Regions from separate parts of the Mus musculus genome. Here region 2 is linked to region 1. The links are chromatin contacts, called in public Hi-C maps. All regions are on one chromosome and are shown on one strand. The core of a region is the stretch at or near the end of the contact, and the rest is flanking DNA. Distances in the headings are between cores, read along the strand shown.

What was found. Hi-C and Micro-C count contacts between places; a contact is called where the count stands out from the background.
Region 2: a Hi-C map of the P5424 cell line shows a contact between it and region 1, with 2.3 times the contacts expected there. The contact joins the promoter of Zfp641 here to the promoter of Col2a1 in region 1. A contact is called at or near these places in 1 of 484 Hi-C or Micro-C datasets (the P5424 cell line) and 2 of 9 other capture datasets (adipose tissue and liver).

What each region holds. Positions count from the first base shown.
Region 1 is chr15:98,000,028-98,006,745 of GRCm38.p6, forward strand. Col2a1 (collagen, type II, alpha 1) reads right to left here and starts at 4,697. Exons shown (of 54, transcript NM_031163.3): 1 at 4,382-4,697; 2 at 376-579. The coding sequence starts at 4,466.
Region 2 is chr15:98,294,644-98,300,987 of GRCm38.p6, forward strand. It overlaps Zfp641 (zinc finger protein 641), which reads right to left and starts at 1,518. Exons shown (of 6, transcript NM_173769.4): 1 at 1,412-1,518.

The DNA of each region.
Region 1 (6,718 bases), core at 3,447-5,946:
AGTGGGTAACCACAGCAGCTTGCAGGGGCACGATCATCCTTTCAACTCCCAGAGCCCAGCTACCCCTTTGGCTTTTCTTAAATTAATTAGCCGACTTGACTCAGGAGGGAAAACTTTTGTGGAAGCATAATTGTGTTTCTGTACGCATCCTCCTGGGGTGTTAGGTGAGGGAGGGTCTCTGTAGTGATTCAGGCTCACCAGCCTTCAACCTGGTGGAACCGAGAAGTGGCCTTGCCTTTGTGCCCCTGCTGGTGGGATCAAATAGATTGATTAGCAGCTTCTCCGCTTCAAAGAGAAGGCCAAAACCCACGGAAGGCATTTGCTGTGTCTCCGAGTAATTTATTTATGTTGAATAATAAATAAATAAATTACGACCACTGGCAGTGGCGAGGTCAGCTGGGCAGATGGGACAGCACTCTCCGAAGGGGATCTCGGGGTTGAGGCAGTCTGGGTCTTCACAGATAATGTCATCGCAGAGGACATTCCCAGTGTCACACACACAGATGCGGCAAGATGAGGGCTTCCATACATCCTTATCTTTATACCTCTGCCCATTCTGCAGACAGCTGCCAGCCTCCTCTGCACCAAGTGGGGTGGGAGGGGCGGCGTGCCAAGCAGGAGCGGGGAAGAGCCAGAGAGAAAGAGAAAGAGGTTGTAATAAACTTGACATAATTAGTCCAAATGCTAGGGAATGGTGGGGGTGAGGTAGCAGACCACACCAGACAGGCTGAACTGACACAGTAGTTTTGAAAAACATAATTTGTCTTTCTATGTATTCTACAGTAGCTATTATGTTTTGCACTGTGCAAGACTGGTATGTTGGGTGGAGTGGGAATCGTGAACCAGCGATAAAGGAGGGCTGTTACTCCATTATGTCTCTTCTTCCCAGCATTGGGGGAGGGGGAATGGAGATAGGGAAGGGTAGTTGGTGAAACTAAGTGGCAGGGGGAGATGATGCTCTGAGCAGGAACCCTGGGGCAGTAAAGATGGAGAATACAGAAAAAAAAAAAATAGCGGGACACTCTAACTGCAGAGCAAAGACATCCTTTTTGTCATCCTCTAGGAATAACAAGATTTTCTAAATATAGCGACAACTAAGAATCAGAAAGCGCAGAGAATTCTACCTACAAACGTTAGAAGACACAAGCAATACATAATAATCTGAAAGGCAGGCCGAGCCCTCGGGCTGGGACGCTCCTGCCAGAAGTCTTGCCTCTGACTGAAGATGGCAGCCACAATATGGGTGGCAGAAGATTCTCAATGCCTAGTCGTGGCTAAGACTGACCAGTCTAGACCTGCGTTCTCCAAGAATGCTAAGAAGTAGCTCGGGCTGGACCCTCTCCACCAGCGCCCTGCCGTCTGGAATTCGCCCTGCACATGAGAACGGTGCTGACAAGAGAGCGCCAGGGACTGAAGAGCCCGCACCGTGTGCTAGGCAGCGCCCGGCGCTGTTTTTCTCATCAAAATCTCAAAAGCAGTGGCAAAAGCTGAGGGTGAATAATAGCGAAGAGCCACAAACCCAGTGGGCGTGGAGAGAAACGGGCCTGCCCTCTGCTCTTCAAGGAGGGCGAGAATCCAAAGATCAAAGTCTCCTTTTTCTTTTCCACTGGAAGAAACCCATCTATCTAGCCTTTAGATAAGACAATCGAGGAGAAGCTGAAGGAATCCCAGGGGGAAAAGGTCGAAGCTGCTGGGATACTCCCTGCTCCTCCACCTCAGGCTCCAATCCCACTTTCCCCACCCCCAGCGGCGCTAATATCGCTGGAGGTGAGGAAAGGCTAGTGACGCCCTGTCTTGACTAAGAAATGGCACTCTATTGCCCAAGACTGCCTAGGACAACCCGAGAAAATCCTGGAGAGGGTGCGTCGTGAAAGCTGATCGGGTTCCCCAGGAAGGGCGCCCTAGGGCCGCGCGGGCCAAAGGAGGGGCGGGTCTGGCCGGGTGTGAGAGCTGCTGGCTGACTCTTTGTGGCTGGGGCTCCGGACACAGCCCTCCAGCAGACAGACATCCGTAGAGTAAAATGTAGGATTAAATGACTGCCCAAGAAAGGAGCCAACGCTGTAACCAGATCGCCTAGGTGCGGTCCGAAGAAGCCAGCACCACCCTAATTGTGGCACGAAAGGGGCTACAGATAGCATCCTGGCCGCCCGATCCGGTTCCCCTCGTTACCGCCGTGCGGCATAAGTGATTCTTTGTGGCCGGCCAATTAAAAAGCTACCTCTTTCGGGGAACTGTTTTGCTTCGTCGCCGCTGTGCGCGGGGCTGGAGCCCGGGAGGTGGCGGCAGGCGGGCACGGGGGGTGGGGGGGGGATGAGGGCGGGGAGGCTGTGCATTGTGGGAGAGGGGGGTCGGGGAGTTGGGGGACCCACTGGGCCTTGCCTCTCATGAATGGGGCTTTTCTCAAGCGCATACAGAGCCCGATTCACAGCTCTCCACGAGGAACCAGTTTAAATAAATACGGGCAGGGTTTCAGCCCATCTGGAAGCCATCGCTGCCAATCCCCCAACGCAAACAAGTCTCACAAAGGAGGACTGAGGTCTCCCCTCCCGAACCAGCAGCACTTTTGGAAGGCTAGGGCTGAGAAATGCAGATGTGGGTCAATGTCTTCGCGGCCAACAAGTTTCCCAAACTCGTGGAAAGATGGAGAGGAGGAGCGCGGTGGACTCTAGGTTTCTGACATTCCTAACGTCCACACAGGCTACGCCTTGCCCCACGTCAGGTCTTTGGGTCCTGTGGATCCAAGGCTAGAGTGTGGGGTGTCTGCCATTGGTGAGGCAAGCTGGGGTGTAAAACCAACGATTTTTTTTGGGGGGGGGGGGCATGGTCAGATGCAGAATCGTAAGAGACCGAAAGTTTTAGACAACCTCCCCCCACCCACCCACACTCATACAAAGCTGTGGAATTCACTCTGTCAAAAAGGTTGCAGCAGTGAGAGAGAGCTCTTTGACACTTAAGCGAGCGCCTCTGCTATCAGATGAAGAATTCGAGAAAGCGTTAAGACGCTCAGTTCACTCCACTGCGCTCCATAAAGAACACCGGTCAAGACCGCAGCTTTGTGGGGTGTGTGCTTGAAAGTTTAGGACAAAAAATACAGTCAGGCCTATCTCAGACCACATACAAACACTTCGATGCCCCCCCACCCCCGCCCCCAGAGCTCGAACGCAGGACTCTGGCTTAGCTCGCCACCCTGCCACCCTGCGCGGCGGGGTCGGAAAGTGCTATCCCGGGCTTCTCGCGGCAGCGCTCCCCGCTCTAGCCCTGCCCCCCGCCGGGTCCGCCAAGCTAAAGAGCAAAAAGTCCGCCCGGGCCCGCCTCCTTCTAAAGCATCTCTGGAGACAGCCTGGTGGCAGGGGAAAGAGCACAGAGTCTCACGGGCAGAGGGTCTTTGATCCCCACCTACTGTCCAAACAGTTTCACCTGCGATTGATTAACAGTCTGTAACATACAGAGAAAGACAGGGCTGGAACCCTACCCGTCGGAAACGTGCCCAAACACGTGGAAGAAAATTCTCTACCTAATACACTTTCCAGGCTTCGGTTGTCCTGAATATAATCCCAGACAGTGGATCTTACCCAGGGAGGAGATGGAAAGGTGCGGGAACCGCCCTTGGACCGAGGCTATACAGCTGCCACCTCTAACGATAGCCATACGCAGGTCACTAGCCTGACCCCATATCCATCCACGGCTACACACGCTGTAAAGTAACTCATTGTAGGGTATACAGTGTGTGTGTGTGCGGGTGGGTGCTCTTGGGGACACATTTGGAAAGCAGGTCTGTTTGCAATGTCAACGTTTTTCAGTGTCAAATTCCTGCAGCCTAACGGAGGCAAGGGGAGAGCCGAGTTTCAAAGAAGGGCTGCCCGGCTGCACCTTACTGTGGGCCAGCCTGATAGCGGAGGGGACTGGAGAGCTGCGCTGAAGTCGCCGGGAGCCGCTTTTTCTTTGTGGCCTCAGATTTCAACCCATCAGGGTCAGAGTTAGTTCTTTGTCTAGCGCCCCTTTGAGTTCTGCAGCGTCTAACCCCTAGACTAGGCTGATAAATCAACCCGTAGGCGTCTCTCGATTTCTCTCCTACTTTTAAGTGTGGGGCTTCTTTTACTGAGCTCGAAACGTCCTGGTCAAAGCTGGTGGAAGGTGATGCGTCTGTGTTCAAACCTGTTGCATATCCTTGCTTAACGCAGGGACCTGAGAAAGTCTCCAATCGTGACTCTCACTGAAGATGCTGCGACAGAGGTCCTTACTCGCAGAATTAGGATCAGTGTACTCCTGTATACTCTGCGCTTAGGACTTAGCGCCCTAACCCGGACCAGTACTTGGGGGAGGGAGTAGGAGGAAAAGGGTCACAAGTCAGGGAAGTAGGCAGGGGCGGCGGGCGACTTACGGGCATCCTGGCCCTGACACCGTAGGACCGCGGCGATGAGCAGCGTCAGCAGCACCAGCGACTGGGGAGCCCCGAGGCGGATCATGGCTCACCGCGAGGCCTGGCAGAGCCTGGCCCGGGCGAAGCGCAGCGAGGCGGCAGAGCACGGAGCGGGTCCGGGTCTCTACCGCTCCCTCATGCAGGAGGCCCTAGGAGCAGGAGGAGGCAGGAGACCCGGCAGCCCAGCGGCGCTCTGCGTCTTCCCCCGGCAGAGGCTCCAGTTATATGCTCCCGGTCGCTCCAAAGGCTGGCAAACCGGCCCAAACCGCGGGCCGCCCCCTAGCCCCCCGCGGGGCTGTAACCTGAGACCCCGCCCCCGGAGCCCGCCCAGGCCGGACCAGAGCCCACACCTGCCAAGGCCAGTCGCCCCTTTCGTGAGCCCAGCTTCCCGCCCCCAATGTGCCCAGTGGCCTGATCGGGCGGGGCACCGAGACAGCCTCCGGTCGCCCCCACTTGGGACTGCCACACTGCCCCCTCTAACCACAGGCGGGAAGGGGGGGAGCATCGGGCCCCTTTCCTCGGAGTTCTGCTGGGGTTAGAAGGGAGGGGGTTGTTTGCAGAGGCATAAGCCTGGAGTTTTAGACCCAAGGCAGAGAGGACGAAGCAACAGAAAGGAGCAAGAAAGGTGGGGATGGGGAATTTAGGAGGCGGGGAGGTGCGTGGGGGACCAAAGCATGAGCAGATGGACGTTGTCCAGAATCCTAAATCTGGGGGACAGTTTTCCAGACCTGCCTTCCAGCTCCTTTGCGGAGTACCTGCCCGTGAGCTCCCACCTGGAGTCTCGGGGACCACAGCCTCCCTAACCCATCCCCCATCCAACTAGCTAGAAAAGGCCTAGGTAGAAGGGGGAACTGAGCGGGTGGCTAGGACAGGGTCTGGTGAATTCCTACACAGAGGGAGACCTGTGTGGAGGTCTAAGGGGCGAACAGGCCAGGGAAGGGACTAACGGGACTGCAGACAACCCCGGGGACAAAACGGGATGGATTGGAGACGCTTGTCTAGTTCGGCTCTTCCTGGCCCAGGTTCAGGAATCTCCAGGGGAGTGGGTGCCCTTAGCCTGGATAGAGCAACCGCTGGCCAGGGACTGTTGGCCACTCTGAGGCTCTGGCCAGAGAGTCTGGAGGTGGCTCCAGCTGGACTCGGCTTTGTGAGGGGCGGGGAAAGCGCCAGAGTTTCCTAGTTATTCCCCCACCCCAACCTCATTCTCCAAGTCTTCCCCTATCCCTGGACCTCCAGCCTCACCTACCTTCCTTGCTCCCCACCCCCCCACCTTAGCCCAAACTGCGGAGGTTCGGCCTAGCCCTTGCTATGTTCCCGGAAGTCTCCTTTGAGAACAAGAGGGTGAGGATGAGTCCCCAAATACATCTTTCCTTCAGGAGTGAGATGGTCCTCCGGTGAACTTTAAGCAAAGTGAAACTTGGAAATTAAGACCTGATTTAAGCAGTAACTCCTTTGTCTCGAAGTGGGTTTCTGTGTTGCTTTCCTCCAGGAAGCTGGAAGTCCTTGGGAGAAGCCACCTCTATGGACCTGACCGACACTCCCAGGGAATGCTGGAGTGTGTGGGGGCTTACCCAGCACACCACACCACCTCAGACTTTGGGGTTTCTCAGGATGGAAACAAAGAACTTCGAGTGTGTAGAACGTAATTTCCCTGCAAGTGTACTGGCTGGAGAAGTAGAGAGTGTTTTGTTTGTTTGTTTGTTTGTTTGTTTGTTTGTTTTTTAATGTAAAATGCCACTGGGTTTCAACCAGTCTAGGGTGGGGGTTGCTTGAGTCTTTCTTACACCTTCCCAGGCTATTCAAGGATTTTCGTTCAATGCTAGATCCTTTTGCCTCAGTCTCTGCTAGAAAGGTGGCTTTAAGTCTGCAGTGCCCAAGTCTTCTTTGGACCATAGGTGTCCAGTCTTGGCTTGGAAGTCAGTTTGTAACTCTCACACATCTTTACAGATTTCATTGGGTCTCTGAGCTGCCCTTCCTAATATATTTAGAGTGCGTTGTTTTTCTGCCTATATATATACATAGACAAACATGTACACACACACATATATACACACATATATGTATATATATGCAATATCTGCATAAAAGAACTCAATTCAGCTCTCCAGTTCCTGCAACTAAAAACAAAATTGGCAGGGCAGTGGTGTTGCACGCCTTTAATACCAGCACTTGGGAGGCAGAGGCAGGCAGGTTTCTGAGTTTGAGACCAGCCTGGTCTACAGAGTGAGTTCCAGGACAACCAGGGCTACACAGAGAAACCCTGTCTCAAAAAAAAAAAAAAAAAAAGTAATAACTACC
Region 2 (6,344 bases), core at 268-2,767, 290 kb after region 1:
AAGAATATATCCAACTTCAAGAACGGTATGGGGAAGCCAGTGTTTGTTCACAGGAAGAGATTCGAATCAAGAAAAGGGCAGGAAACCCAGCCTCTGGAAAAGCTAAACCAACAGACATAGTTTGGGCTTGATAAGCAACAGAGGGTCGGCCAGTCAGGCCACCTGTAAATATGTCTATGTATCAAACAGAATAAATGGTTTTGATCACAGGAAAGACTTAGGCTAGTATTTGTTCGTTTCTGTTTGTTTTCTAGAGTCCACAACAATCCTAGAGCAAGACAGGTCCCATTTGATAATGACTGTGGAACAACTTACTGCGTGGCAATCCATGTCTGTCATTTTTATTCCCTTTCTATGTAGACGGAGCGACCAATAATCTCCCTAGAACAAGTCAGAATTTCAGGGGCAGGCTGGAGAGATGGCACAATGGTTAAGAGCACTGACTGCTCTTCCAGAGGTCCTGAGTTCAATTCCCAGCAACCACATGGTGGCTCAACCGTCTGTAATGGAGTCCGATGCCCTCTTCTGGTGTGCCTGAAGACAGTGACAGGGTACTCATATACAGAATCCCAGGGCTATTTTAGCTCACAGGATCATCCAGTAACATCTGCAGGAACCCAGGAGGCTGGGAAAGGCTACAGCAGACCCCAGGCCAGTTACAATGTACAGAAAGAACAAATTCCTCTTCCATCATTGAAGCTCAAAGATGGCTTTGGGGCCTCAGGGATACACCCTGGCCTGATTCTGCAGAGCGCACTGGGCCAGCTGGATGACAGAAAACCTGTGGAAATGTTAGGGGGAACCGGGAGCAAAGGATGGCATGGATCACTGTCACCTGCCTGCATTTCCTAGGGTGCTCCTGGCAGGGCCAGCACCTGGGCTCCCACCTTAACCTGTCTTCTATCTTTCCTTGTCCCTAGTTCAGGATGATCCCAAGTCTGCTGGAGCCTGGGTTCTTGGGCTTTCATTTCTTTTGCCTGGTTATGTATCTGGGAGGCAGGGCACCTGCTGAAGTTTTTTTTTTTTTTTTTTTCTCAGCGAGTTCTTTTGGACAGAGACAGGGCCTTAGTATCAAAGAGTGGCCCAAGGGCACAGGGACGAAGAGTGGCTCAGTGGCCCTGCCATCGCGGGTGTGGCACCTTGGGCCCCGAGCCCACAGCAGAATAAGGTTTCTTCTGAGTCAGACTCAGCACCCCCGGGAGGGTCAGATTTCAGAAGACTCGGGAACTGGCTAAGTGGGACTAGAAAACAGGTTCCCGCGAGCAGGGGCTATACCAAGTGACAGAAAGGTGCTGCGGGGACGCCCACGCAAGTGACAGCGGCGGGACCAGGCATGCGACACCGACGCCACTGTTCCCACGGCCAGGCTGGTGCCCTCCTCCACGCCCGCCCGCACCCCAGCCTCACTCACCCCGGCTCGGCCCCTTGGCGTTACCTCCCGCCCGGCGCGGCCGAGCCCGCGGCCCGCACAGCAAGCGACAAGCGACAGGGCCGGCGCGGGGCGGGCACAGGAAATCCCGCCGCTTCCGGGGCTCCGTGGTGCGGGCGGGGGCGGGCACGGGTGGAGAGGACCGCTGGACCCACACTCCTGTCGCCACAGCCCACGGGCTTTGCTGCTCCCGGGGCCCCGCCCACCGCCTGCGACCTCCCACGGCGCCTGGCGGTAGGGTGGGGGCGGGGGTGGGAGTTCAAGAGGGTTGGAACCCTCCCCTAGGACTAACCCTCCAGACAGACAGACTGCCAAACCCGACTGGACAGTGGACTTCTAATGATGCCTTCCTTCACGTTGGCTCCAACAAGATGGTGCTGTGTGAAGTGGGCAGTGATGCTTGCTGCATTGCCTTCAGACCTGAAGAGACATGGGCTACAAGTGTGCACTGCACATTTAGACGACTTGATATTTAAAAACGTAATATCGAAGCTACATTAGGTTAAGTGTGTTAGTTTTACATATTACAAATGTGACTTGCGACAGATTGATTTCTGTTGGCTGGAAAAGACCAGAAAGACCTACAAAACAGATAATGGTAGAAAGAACCTAGCTTGTAAACGTTAACGTTTGTTTTATCACAGTCATTCTGCAAAATCGTACAGCCTATCAGTGGAGACATGTGCCAAAGGCTGTCTGCCATAAACTATGTGATACGTATTTCTTTTAAAAATCTACTCCGAACTAGGATAGAAGCAAAGAGAAGAGATTGCGTTTAGCAGGGATGTCAGAGACTCACAGAAATAAGCAAAGGAGCGGGAACGATGGGATAAGAAAGATATATATATATATGAAAGGAGACCTGCAGTTGGCAACAGGTATAGAGGGCGTTCTTAGGAGCAGCTCGTGGGATGTGTGAGCATGGTTGGACCAGAATGTCTATCCTCAGCCCCAGCACCAGGCTTGGAAATTCTTGCTTAAGCAGGAGACATGGGGTTATCAGTGTAATCCAACAACATATCAGTGTCGTGACTCTAGTATAGACTTTTTCATACCATTCACGGCATGTTGTGGGTGAATGGTGTGAAAGCCAGTGGGAGCAGGATCTCTGCTCTTGGTTTTTATGAAAGGGCCAGGCATCTTTTACCTAGTGTCTCCACTGTCTCAAGTGGCCTTAGAATAGTCTTGTTCATGAGTAAGAGGGAAGAGAGCTGTGGCTGACCTGTCAGCAGCATTAGGGATCAATTCTGAAAATACTTTATTTATTTATTTATTTATTTATTTATTTATTTATTTATAGCGACAATAAAAGTGACTTTTATTAGAAAACAATTACTGTTAACTTCTCTAATGTGGATAAGTGCTCTCCAAAATTTTTCTCCTGAGTAATCTTTAGAGTTTGTTATACGCATGCAAAGTAAATATTTTTCTTGGCTTTTCTTTCTTTCTTTCTTTCTTTTTATTTTTAAAATTCATCTTACATCCTGATCATGGCCCCCCTCACCTCTCCTCTCTTCCCAGTCCCACCCTTACAATCTCTCCAATGCCCCCTCCTCTTCTCAAAGAAGGACACCCCTTGGGTACCACCCTACCCTGAGACATCTACCTAGTCCCAGGAGGACTTTCTCTCCCACTGAGGCCCAACCAGGCAGTCCAAGTAGAGGGGAAGGGAATCCAATGGCAGGGAACAGAAACCAAGACAGCCCCCACACCACTTGCCTGGGGACTCATATGAAGACCAAGCTGCACATTTGTTACAAATGTGTAGGGGATTTAGGTCCAGCTCCTGCATGTTCTCTGGTTGGTGGCCCAGGCTCTGTGGTCCCCCCATTGTTCCAGGCTAGATGACTCAGTGGATTTTCTTGTGGTGCCCTTGACCTCTCCAAGTTGCTCACTTCTATCCCCCACTCTTCCACAAAATTCCCCGGGCTTTGCCTGATGTTTGGCTGTGGGTCTCTGCACCTGTCTCTATCTGTTGCTGGAGGAAGCCTCTCAGGAGACAGTTAGGCGAGAGTCCAGTCTGCAAGTGTAGCAGAGTATCGTTAAAAGTGTCAGGGGTTGGCGCTCTCACATGGGTTGTGTTTCAAGTTGAGACAGTCATTGGCTGACTGATCCCTCAGTCTCTACTCCATCTTTATCCCTGCACATTTTGTAGGCAGGATAAATTTTGGGTCGAAGGTTTTGTGGGTGGATTGATGTCCCCCTCCTCCTCTGGAAGTCCTGCTGGCTACAGGAGGTGGCCACTTCAATTTCCATATCCCCCTCTAGTAGAAATCTCAGCTAGGGTCACTTCCATATACTTCCATAATTCTACAGGTATTTATCAGCTGTAGGAGTTCTCTGGTAGAGTTTGGGGGGTCACTTATGTATACTATCATATCATCTGTGAATACTGATACTTTGACTTCTTTGTTTCCAATTTGTATCCCCGTGATCTCCTTTAGTTGTCTTATTGCTCTAGCTAGGACTTCAAAGACTACATTGAAGAGGTAGGGAGACAGTGGACAGCCTTGTCACTGATTTCAGTGCAATTGCTTTAAGTCCTCTCCATTTAATTTAATGGTGGCTATTGGTTTGCTGTATATTGTCTTTATTGTGTTTATGTGTGTGTGTCTTGTATCCCTGATCTCTACAAGACTTTTAACATGAAGGGGTGTTGGTGTTTGTCAGAGGCTTTTACAGCATCTAATGAGATGATCATGTGATTTTTTTTCTTTTAGTTTGTTTACATAGGATTACATTGATGGATTTTTGTATATTGAACTATCCTTGCATCCCTGGGATAAAGCCTCTTTGACTATGGTGGATGATATTTTTGATGTGTGCCTGGATTCAGTTTGCCAGTATTTTATCGAGTATTTTCATATCAGTGTTCATAAGAGAAATTGGTCTGAAATTCTTTTTCTTTGTTGAGTCTTCACATGGTTTAGGTAACAGGGTGACTGTGGCCTCATAGAATGAGTTTGGCAGTGTTTCCTCTGTTTCTATTTTGTGAGGAGCATTGGTGTTAGCTCTTCTTTGAAAGTCTGATAGAATTCTGCACTAAAACTGTCTGGCCCTGGTTTGTTTGTTTCTTGTTTTTGCTTTTGGTTTTTGTGGGTTTTTTTTGGGGGGGGAGTGGGAGACTTTTAATGACTGCTTCTATTTCTTTGGTGATTATAGGGATGTTTAAATAGTTTACCTGATCTTGATTTAATTTTGGTAAGTGGTATCTATTTAGAAAATCATCCATTTTGTTTAGATTTTCCAATTCTGTGGCGTATAGGCTTTTGAAGTAAGACCTAATGATTCTTTGAATTTTCTTGTCTGTTTTTATGTCTCCTTTTTCATTTCTGATTTTTGTTAATATTGATACTGTGTCTCTGTCTTTTAGTTAGTTTGGCTAAGGGTTTGTCTATCTTATTGATTTTCTCCTCTTGGTTTCTTTGAATCTTTGTATTGTTTTCTTTGTTTCTAACTGATTGATTGCAGCCCTGATTTTGATTATTTCCTGCTGCCTACTCCTCTTTGGTGTGCTTGCTTCTTCTTCTATTTTCTAGAGCTTTTAGGTGTGCTTTTAAATAGCTGGTGTGAGAACTTTCTAATTTCTTTATGGAGGCACTTAGTAATATGGACTTTCCTCTTAGCACTGCATTTATTGTGTCCCATAAATTTGGGTATGCTGTGTTTTCATTTTCATTGAATTCTCAAAAGCCCTTAATTTCTTTCTTTATTTCTTTTAGACCCAGAGATCACTAAGTAGAGAGTTGTTTGATTTTCATGTGTGTGTATGCTTTCTGGCATTTCTGTTGTTGTTGAAGTCCAGTTTTAATTTATGGTGGTCTGATAAGATACAAGCGTTATTTCAATTTTCTTGTATCTGTTGAGGCTTGCTTTGTGACCAACTATATGGTCAATTTTGAAGAAGATTCCATGAGGTGCTAGGAAAAAGGTATATTCTTCTGCATTTGGGCAAAATGTTTGGGTACATTTGATTCATAATATTAGTTACTTTTATTAGTTCTCTGTTCAGTTTTTGTCTGAATTACCTGTCAATTGGCGAGAAGAGTGGGGTGCTGAAGACTCCCACTATTAATGTGTGGGTTTCAATATGTGATAAGGTTTAACAATGTTTCTTTTAAAAATGTGGGTGCCCTTGTGTTTGGGACATAGACATTCAGAATTGAGATATCATGTTGGTAGATTTTTTTCTTTGATGAGAATTAAGTGTCCTTCCCAATCTCTTTTAATTAATTTTGGTTGAAGGATTTTTTTTTTTTTTTTTTTTGAGTAGCTAGTTCAGCTTGCTTCTTGAGTCCATTTGCTTGGAAAACTTTTCCAGCCCTTTACTCTGAGGCAATGTTCATCTTTATTTCTGAGGTGTGTATCTTGTAGCAGCAGAATGTCGGTTCCTGTTTTTGCATTCATCCTGTTAGCCTGTGTCTTTTATTGGGGAATTGAGTCCATGATGTTGAGAGATAGTGATTGTTAGTTCCTGTATTTTTGATGTTGGTGATGTGTGTGTGTGTGTGTGTTTCCATTGTTTTTGCTGTTCTCTTATTTCTTGTGTTCTCTTGGGTGTAGTTTTCATTCTAGTATTTTCCATAGGGCTGGATTTGTGGGCAGATATTGTTAAAATTGGTTTTATCTTGAAATATCTTGTTTTCTCCATCTATGGTGATTGAGAGTTTTGCTGGGTATAATAGTCTACATATCTGTGGGGTATTTTAGAGGTTGCAAGATATCTGTCCAGGCCCTTCTATCTTTTAGAGTCTCTGTTGGGAAGCCTTGTATAATTCTGGTAGGTCTTCCTTTGTATGTTATCTGGCCTTTTCCCCTTGCAGCTTTTAATATTCTTTCTTTGTTCTGTAGATTTAGTGTTTTGACTGTTATGTGGTGGAAGGATTTTCTTTTCTGGTCCAGTCTCATTTGGTGT